Linked DNA regions of Nomascus leucogenys: region 1 is linked to region 2. Evidence: chromatin contacts called from public Hi-C data. All regions are on one chromosome and are shown on one strand. Each heading gives the region's core, a stretch centred on a gene start, on an enhancer-like site or on the middle of the called end of the contact. The rest is flanking DNA. Distances are from core to core; before and after follow the strand shown. Region 1 has its middle 4.2 kb from the start of RAB11FIP1. Region 2 holds the start of BRF2 (transcription factor IIIB 50 kDa subunit).

The links. Hi-C and Micro-C count contacts between places; a contact is called where the count stands out from the background.
Region 1: a Hi-C map of a lymphoblastoid cell line shows a contact between it and region 2, with 4 times the contacts expected there. The contact joins the enhancer-like site here to the promoter of BRF2 in region 2. A contact is called at or near these places in 3 of 4 Hi-C or Micro-C datasets (a lymphoblastoid cell line and an unstated tissue).

The regions. Positions count from the first base shown.
Region 1 is chr8:42,750,422-42,755,014 of Asia_NLE_v1, reverse strand. No RefSeq gene overlaps it. Among named protein-coding and RNA genes, the nearest start is that of RAB11FIP1, 4.2 kb to the right of the region's middle. Within about 2 kb of position 1,999, the one cell type or tissue checked has an H3K27ac peak away from gene starts, as active enhancers do. A contact at or near this core is called in a lymphoblastoid cell line, where this site is marked.
Region 2 is chr8:42,695,253-42,699,322 of Asia_NLE_v1, reverse strand. BRF2 (transcription factor IIIB 50 kDa subunit) reads left to right here and starts at 1,349. Exons shown (of 4, transcript XM_030817104.1): 1 at 1,349-1,622; 2 at 2,594-2,653; 3 at 3,768-4,070. The coding sequence starts at 1,469.

The DNA of each region.
Region 1 (4,593 bases), core at 750-3,249, 55 kb before region 2:
TCTCTTATCTTAATAAAAACCCTAAAGAACATGGCAATCGGGGCTCTTGGGCCGCTTGCTAGAGCCTGCTCCCACTCTGTGGCATGCACTTTCACTTCAATAAATCTGCACTTTCATTGCTTTTTCCTTTTGTTGCTTTGTGTGTTTTGTTCAATTCTTTATTCAATGAGTCAAGAACCTGGACAACTCACAGTCAAGACTTCCCATCCGATAACACAGTGAGAGATGATTGCATCATTGCACTCCAGTTTGGGCAACAGAGTGAGACCTTGTCTCTAAAAACAAACTAACAAACAGAAAAACAAAACAAGAAACAAAGGTGAGGTGCCCATTTCCTGCTTTTGAGATGATTCCAAGTGAATAAAGCAAGTCCTGAATAAAGCATAAGAAATAAGCTAGGAAACAGAAGCAATCTGGCTAGGAGAGGCCTAAACGAAGGATTTGTGCAGTGGGAAGGGAAGGAAAGGGGTGCACATTTTCTACTACATTGTATTTGTGGGATCCAGGGGTCTTCTTTGAGGGGACCTGACAAATTGGAAAGACAATACCTTTGCATTATCTATAACATAAGCTTTGTTCAACAAAGCCATGCTCTTAACATGGTTGCAGGGGAAATAGTCACTTGCCTGTTGAGATCATTTCTGTCCAGTTTTCTGTCCATGCCGAAGGTTTGCATGTCATTTATGGGTCCTCTACTTACCTTGAACTGCCTTCTATTTGCAAGCAATCAGGAAAGCTAGAAATGGTAACACAGAGGTGCAGTACTGGCTGGCACGGTGGCTCGTGCCTACAAGCCACTGCTTTGGGAGGCGGAGGCAAGAGGATTGCTTGAGCTCAGGAATTCAAGACCAGCCTGGGCAATATAACAAGACTCTTGTCTCTACAATAAAATTTAAAAAATTAGTCAGGCATGGTGTTGTGTGCCTGTAGTCCCAGCTACTTGGGAGGCTGAGGCAGGAGGATTGCTTGAACCCAGGAGTTTGAGGCTGCAGTGAGCTGTGATTGCAGCACTGCGGGGAGTGCAGTGAGTCTCAGGACAATGTGTTCTGCCTTGGTGAAGGGGAGAAAACAGCCACCAAGGCGCCTGGGCCATGGTTTCGACCTCCACATTGCCACAGCTACTGGGGCAAGGGAAAGAGAACCTGAAGTCAGGCACTTTGACCTCCCTTCTTCTCACTGACCCCACAAGGCAGGAAGCCCTTGCTCCTCAAACCTACACCTGAAAGATGCCCACGGCCAACCAAGCGGGCAGGAGGCTGAGGCAGCTGGACACGGGGAAGCCCAACGGCTGTTTAGAGCCAGGTGAGTGAATCACCCTGTGTGGACGTTTTTCACCACACCCCAGAGTCTGAAGCAAAGCAGAAGGTCAAGGAGCCATTTCCAGCCCCTTTCTGCTCCTCCATGGGATAGCACAAGAGCCCACCTGGAGTCCCCAGGGATGGTTTCTGAGCTAGTGTCCCTGCAGCAGGGGGATCAGGGACACTGAAGGGCTCTGGGGCAGTGACTGTCAGGAGGGTTCTCTCCCTGGAACCCCTTTTCTCCTCTCCCCCAGCGTGGCCCCAGGGACTCTCTTATGGAAGAGGTGCTTCCTGCTGGCTTAGACACAGCCCTGCCTTCTCATCAGCTCTAACTGCACAGCTCGGCTGCCCAGGGCCATCCAGGTGGCTGGGAGTCCTGGCACTCTCTGCTCTGCTGCTTTTGAAGGAGGACAGGTGTTTCACCTGTCCAGTCTAACCTGCCAGGCTTGTCCACATGCTCAGGGCTGATTGAAACTCTTCCTCTTTCAGTCCGAGCTGGAGGCAGGGCAGGGTGGGAGGAAGGAGCAGCCTTCCTGTTCTGCCGCACCCTGGCTGCGGGAGGTATTTACAAACACTCCTGGAACTCAGTGACCCTGCGCGGGTTCAGCTGGCCAGCATAGCCTGGCCTTTGGGAGCGGGGAGGGGCGGCCACAGTGGAGTCTTCCCAGGGCTGGTGGGGAGCCAGGGGCCTGCAGGGTGCCCCCCCTGTCACTGCCCTTGCTGTTGTCCCTGTGCATCCCCAAGCCTGGATTCTGGGTCTGGAAAATTGGGAGAAGACAGAGGGTGACTCCTGGGCAGAGAGTCATGGGGACAATGTGCTTTGGGCTGGTGGAGGGGAAAAAACAGCCACCAAAGCAGCTGGAGGCAGCAAGGCAGCTCTACGGCACACCTGGTGCTGGGGCTCCCGCCTCTCCCTTCTCTGAAAAATTTCCAGTTCCTGCCTTGGGAAGCCCCTACTCCTTTGAGCTAACCCCTGCCAGTGGTCATTGTCTGATGAGAGTGGTCTGGATTTCTTCTGGGTGGTGAGGCAGCTGCGCCTGCCTCCAAACTACCACATTTGCTTTCACCAAAGTCTATTTGTGTCTCACAGAAACTCAAACACATGAGGTCACAGGTGCTTCCCCACCCTCTTTGTCCTCTAATCCTTTCCATGAGTGGAAGACATGCTTTGTTTCATACTCAGCTGGGGAGGCTGTCCAGCTAGGCTTTATGCCTTGTTCTCTTTATTGGGGGAGCAGCACTAAAAATGTGAGTGTTGGAGAGGAGAGGGAACTAGAGCTGAAAAACTTCCTCCCAGGCTGAGTTGTTTGTTTGTTTGTTTTTAAAGACAGGGTCCCACTCTGTTGCCGAGGCTGGAGTGCAGTGGGGCAATCATAGCTCACTGCAGCCTTGAACTCCTGGGCTCCAGCAATCCTCCCACCTCAGCCTCCCTAGTAGCTGGGACTACAGGTGGACGCCACCACACTCAGCTAATTTTTGAAGTTTGTTTTATAGAGACAGAATCTCAGTATGTTGCCCAGGCTGGTCTTGAACTCCTGGGCTCAAGTGATCCTCTAGCCTTGGCCTCTCAAAGTGTTGGGATTACACGTGTGAGACGCTGTGCCCCCCCTCCCCAGGTCAGTTTTGAACTGAAATCTATTACTTTGTTCAGCTGGTGTGTAGTAGAACATTGGACAGGTAGCATAATCAAGAGGAAAGTGTATACCCTCTTATTTAATTCGGTACCAACTTAGAAGAGACTCCAAGATGGGGAAGGGGTAGGCAGATTGGGGCAGAAGGCAGACAATCCCCAGGTGAAAATGAATGAAGGCATCTGGCTGTGACCTGCCTGCCAAGCTGTTGGCTGCTGGACTCCTTCTGCTCATACCTCCCTTGCAATTTGAGAACAGCCTAACCAGGTCATTGCTCAAAGTCCTCTGAAGTCCGGCTCCCCTGGTCTCACACTGTGGCATAAACTCCTTAGCCTGGTGTTCATGGTCTGAGCCCAGCCTGTCTTATTCCTGTCTTATTTCTACCACTCATTCTCAGTGGCCTCCTAAAGCATCCTACACTCCACCCACAATTGGGTATGTGAAACCTGGAAACGCCACGACTCTCTGGTCCCCATATCTTTGCGTAGGCTATTCTCCTGTTCTCTCCTGAAATGCTCTTCTCATATGTCTCCTCCTCTTTCTGTCAAATCTGATATATCCTTCAGGGCCCAGCTGAGCCCCTCCTTCACAAAAACCCACCAACTTACAGAAATCATTCTCTCCTCAAAACACCCAAAGCATCATAGTAATCAGGACTTCCTTTAGATGATGATGGAGTGCCTTGGAACTGAGTCTCATTCAGCTTTGTGCCCTTGGTAGCACCTGGCACATGCCTGGCACAAAGTAAGCGCTCAACAAATCGTAACAGGGTCTCGCTCTATTGCCCAGGCTGGAGTGCAGTGACATAATCATAGCTCACTGTAGCTTCAAACTCCTGGGCTCCAGTAATCCACTCACCTTAGCCTCCTGAGTAGCTGGGACTATAGGTGCGCACTACCATGCCTGGCTGATTATTGGTTTTATTTTTTATCTTTTTGTAGTAATGAGATCTTGCTGTGTTGCCCAGGCTGGTCTTGAAGTCCTGGCTTCAAGTGATCCTCCCACCTTGGCCTCCCAAAGCACTGGGATTACAGGTGTGAGTCACTGCATCTGGCCTCAAGAAGCCTTTATGGAAATTAACTGAGTCATAATGTTGAATGAGTATAATGGATCATCCAAAAGGGAAAATGGCACCAAAACAACACAGTTCTGTTAGGCTTTCTTGCCCCTTCTATGCCTGCTGGCTGCTTTCCCCCACTCCTCCCATCATCTTTCCAACGTGGCCGGGTGCAGTGGCTCACACCTGTAATCCCAGCATCTTGGGAGGTCGAGGTGGGCAGATCACTAGAGGTCAGGAGTTCGAGACCAGCCCGGCCAACATGGTGAAACCCCATTTCTACTAAAAATACAAAAAGTAGTAGGCATGGTGTCGTACGCCTGTAATCCTAGCTACTTGGGAGGCTGAGGTACAAGAATTGCTTGAACCTGGGAGGCAGAGGTTGCAGTGAGCCGAGATTGTGCCATTGCACTCCAGCCTGGGAGACAGAGCAAGACTCTGTCTCCAAAAAGAAAAAAAAGAAAAAAAAATATTTCCAACATACTAAACAGGCCTTTCCCACACTGCAGCTGCCCTCAGTTGCAAACCTGAGGCATACCTCTGTCTTCTAATTTCCTACATGGTAAAAGGAAACACTTGGTCCTCATGGTTGGCCGACTTAACCTGC
Region 2 (4,070 bases), core at 100-2,599:
AGTAAGAATGTCAACCACACTAAAACTAATGGATGTCTCTGAGTGGTGTGTGTGTGAGGGTGCGCATGTGCAAATGTGTCTTAATATTTAACTGTCAGCCAGAAATAAGCTCTCATCCTGTATCTCACGCTAGTGGGGAGGTCTAGAAAAGGGTGGGGGGTTTGAACTGCCGGATCCCACCCACAATTAATGTGCTGAAGCCCCCTTCTGTTATGATACTAAAGTAATTCAAATTGAAGAGAAAGGACCGTTGGGTATTATTGTGTCCCTTTGCCCTCCAATGTGATCAAGCCCCATGGGAATGGATGGGATGTCTCTGAAAAGGAGTAGTGATTCTCACACTCTGAGAAAGCAGTCTCTCAGGGAAGGGATGGTGTCTTTAGGTTTGGATATCACGTGTTAAAACTGGGTGTGGAAAAGAAGGGACTGACCCTTCTTAAAGGTATGTTTTGTTCTGTTTGAGATGGAGTCTCGCTCTGCCACCCAGGCTGGAGTGCAGTGGCGCGATCTCGGCTCACTGCAACCCGCGCCTCCTGGGTTCAAGCGATTCTCCTGCCTCAGCCTCCTGAGTAGCTGGGATTAGAGACGTGCACCACCACGCCCAGCTAATTTTTGTGTATTTTTAGTAGAGACGGGATTTCACCATCTTGCCCAGGCTGGTCTCAAACTCCCGAGCTCAGGTGATCCACCTGCCTCGGCCTCCCAAAGTGCTGGGATTACAGGCGTGAACCACCACGCCCGGTTAGCTCAAGGTTTTTTAAAAAACATCTGAATCTGCGTGCTTGCGCCGATCCAGGTTGCCAAAAGCTCCATCACTCCATATTCTTTCACTCCAAACTCCTTTAGCCATTCCTGCCTGGCCTCGAAAAGCATTTGGGTTTACCTCTCTGGATTTTATTTCAACTTCCTCATTTTACAGTTGAGAAAAACAGGAGGCAAAGAGAGGAAGGAACCTGCTTTAGGAAGCAGCTCTGGAAAGCAGAACACAGTTTCCTGCTCCCGCTCTCTCTCCACTACTCTCCCTTTAAAAAATATACTTTCTTCTATGGCCAAATTAAACATTCATTACCAACGTGCGATTCCCTTAGGACTTTAAAAGGAGGGTTGTTCAGGGGTGACAACAATCTCCTGTCTGTTATACGTGTCCATGTAGGCAAAAACTTTCCCAAATTCAACCCCAGTCTAGGTCCCAAAAACTAACTACAGAGAGAAGGGAAACCAGAGAGCTACAGTTCAGACCAGGAACCTCCTCTCCTAGCTCACGTTTCTACCCGAGCCCGCGGAGGAACAGACCGGAAATAGCGCGCAGCTTCCCCGCGGAGGGAACCGCCTATGCCGCTGCCGCACTGGCCGGAAGACGGGGGTGCAACCCTTTGAAGTGTCCCCTCCTACTTCTTGCTGCTTCACGGTTGCTGTTGCAGACCCAGGAGTCTCCGAAGGCTTCTGCGGCTTTGGGGCCGGTTGTGAGATGCCAGGCAGAGGCCGCTGCCCCGACTGCGGCTCCACGGAGCTGGTGGAAGACTCGCACTATTCGCAGAGCCAGCTGGTGTGCTCCGACTGCGGCTGCGTGGTCACCGAGGGGGTCCTTACCACTACCTTCAGCGACGAGGGCAATCTCCGAGGTACTTGTGGCCCAGGGGACAGCCTGGGGCGGTGGAGGGATTAACATCAGATTTCTTTTGTCTCCCCGCTCCCCCCATACTCCTAACTGAAACGCACACACTTAATTGGAGAGAAAATGACCTAAAGTGAGCGAGGGAGCTGAAGGAGATGGGGGCTGCCATTCATCTGTGTTTTCCCAGCACTTAGGATCGGGCATAGATGGTGCGTGTAATAAATATTGAATAAGTGAAACAGAAACAAAGTTCCACTTATCTTGCCATGTCTGGTCATTGTGGAAGGATTGCCGATATGATTATAGCAGGTATTATTACCCTGAAATAGTTTTAAGCACAAACTGGCAAAACATCACTTTTCTTTGCTTTCCAAGTTTCTGACCAATGCAGCCCTCAAAATCTGCAGCCACTGTCTGTGTGGGGTGGCTTACGCCTGTAATCCCAGCGCTTTGGGAGGCAGAGCCGAGAGGATTGCTTGAGCCCAGGATCTCGAGACCAGCCTTGGTAACGTAACGAGACGAGTGCCTAAAAAAATTTTTTAAATTAGCCAGGTATGGTGGCATACACCTGTAATCCCAGCTACCCAGGAGCCTGCTGAGGTAGGAGGATTGCTTGAGCCTGGGAGTTGAAGGCTGCCATGAGCTATGATCGCACCACTACACTTCGGCCTGGACTATAGAGGGAAACTCCTTAAACAAACAACAAAATCTGCTACTAGGGAAATTGCCCGTGTGGAATGTACTGGAAGGATGACTGGAAATTTGGAACACTTGGAGCTGCTTTAATGCAGTCCTAACCTTTCCCAGTCTCTGTGTATTCGGAACCGCTTGTAGACATAGAAAACCAGATGGGGCCTTTAACTGTGCAGCAGCAGATGCTCAATGATTTGAATTCTGCATTCTGGTTTTGTGTGGTGGGAGGGCAGGGGTCTGATGAATAAAGGCTAAGCACACTATTTGTTGTTTATTATCTTACAGAGGTAACATATTCCCGAAGCACAGGGGAAAACGAACAAGTTAGTCGCAGCCAGCAACGAGGTGAGAATTGACCTTTTACAACACAGTGGCTTTAAAGAAAACTATCCTAGGCCGGCTGCTGTGGCTCACGCCTGTAATCCCAGCACTTTGGGAGGCCGAGGCAGGTGGATCACCTGAGGTCAGGAGTTCAAGACCAGCCTGGCAAACATAGCGAAACCCCATCTCTACTAAAAATACAAAAATTAGCCGGGCATGGTGGCATGTACCTGTAGTCCCAGCTACTCGGCAGGCTGAGGCAGGAGAATCGCTTGAACCTGGGAGGTGGAGGTTGCAGTGAGCTGAGATCGCGCCACTGCACTCTAGCCTGGGTGACAGAGTGAGACTCCATCTCAAAAAAATAATAATTAAAAAAAGAAAATTATCCTGGTGGCCTAGCCCAGCTTTTCACTTTTCCTATTTTCAGCATTGCTGGTGTGAGGTAGAGTAGAAGAGAATGGTAATTAGGAATTTAAAATCGGGATGGTGGCTCACACCTGTAATCCTAGACTTTGGGAGGCCGAGACGGGCAGATCGCTTGAGGTCAGGAGTTCAAGACCAGCCTGGCCAACATGGTGAAACCCTGTCTCTACTAAAAATACAAAAATTAGCTGGGCCTGGTGGTGCATACCTGTAATCCCAGCTACTCGGGAGGCTGAGGCAGGAGAATCGGTTAAACCCAGAAGGAGGAGGTTTCAGTGAGCCAAGATGGCGCCACTGCACTCCAGCCTGGGCAACTGAGCCAGACTCTGTCTCAGAAAATAATAAAATAAAATAAATAAAATAAAATAAATAGGGATGGTTCTGAGAGAGGCAGCAATTCAGTATAAGGTTTGGGTTTGATCAGATGTATGTTTGAGGTAGCCTCTAAGAGCCTGGATAAAACTTTGGCTTGGCCCTGAATCAAACCAGCCTGCAAAAACTGGTGGGCTGAAATGTGACTTCTTTACACAAATGTTTTTGTGTCTTTAGGATGACTATACCAAGTGTCATTCCTGTCTATGCAGAAAGGTACATAATTTGTGCATCTGATATCTGAGGCAAGTTTAGCAGATCTAAGTAAGTCCTAGCAGAATTTTCTAGGAGTTGCACGATAGCTCCTTTGACCCCTCTAACTCTTGCTGTGGGTTTTTCCTAGGTCTCCGGCGAGTGAGAGACCTTTGTCGAGTTCTGCAGTTGCCACCACCATTTGAGGATACCGCGGTTGCCTACTACCAACAGGCATATCGGCACTCTGGCATCCGAGCGGCCAGGCTGCAAAAGAAGGAGGTGTTGGTTGGGTGCTGTGTCTTAATCACCTGCCGACAGCATAACTGGCCCCTAACAATGGGAGCCATCTGCACACTGTTGTATGCAGATTTGGATGTGTTTTCTAGCACTTACATGCAGATAGTGAAGCTCCTGGGACTGGATGTGCCATCTCTGTGCTTGGCAGAACTGG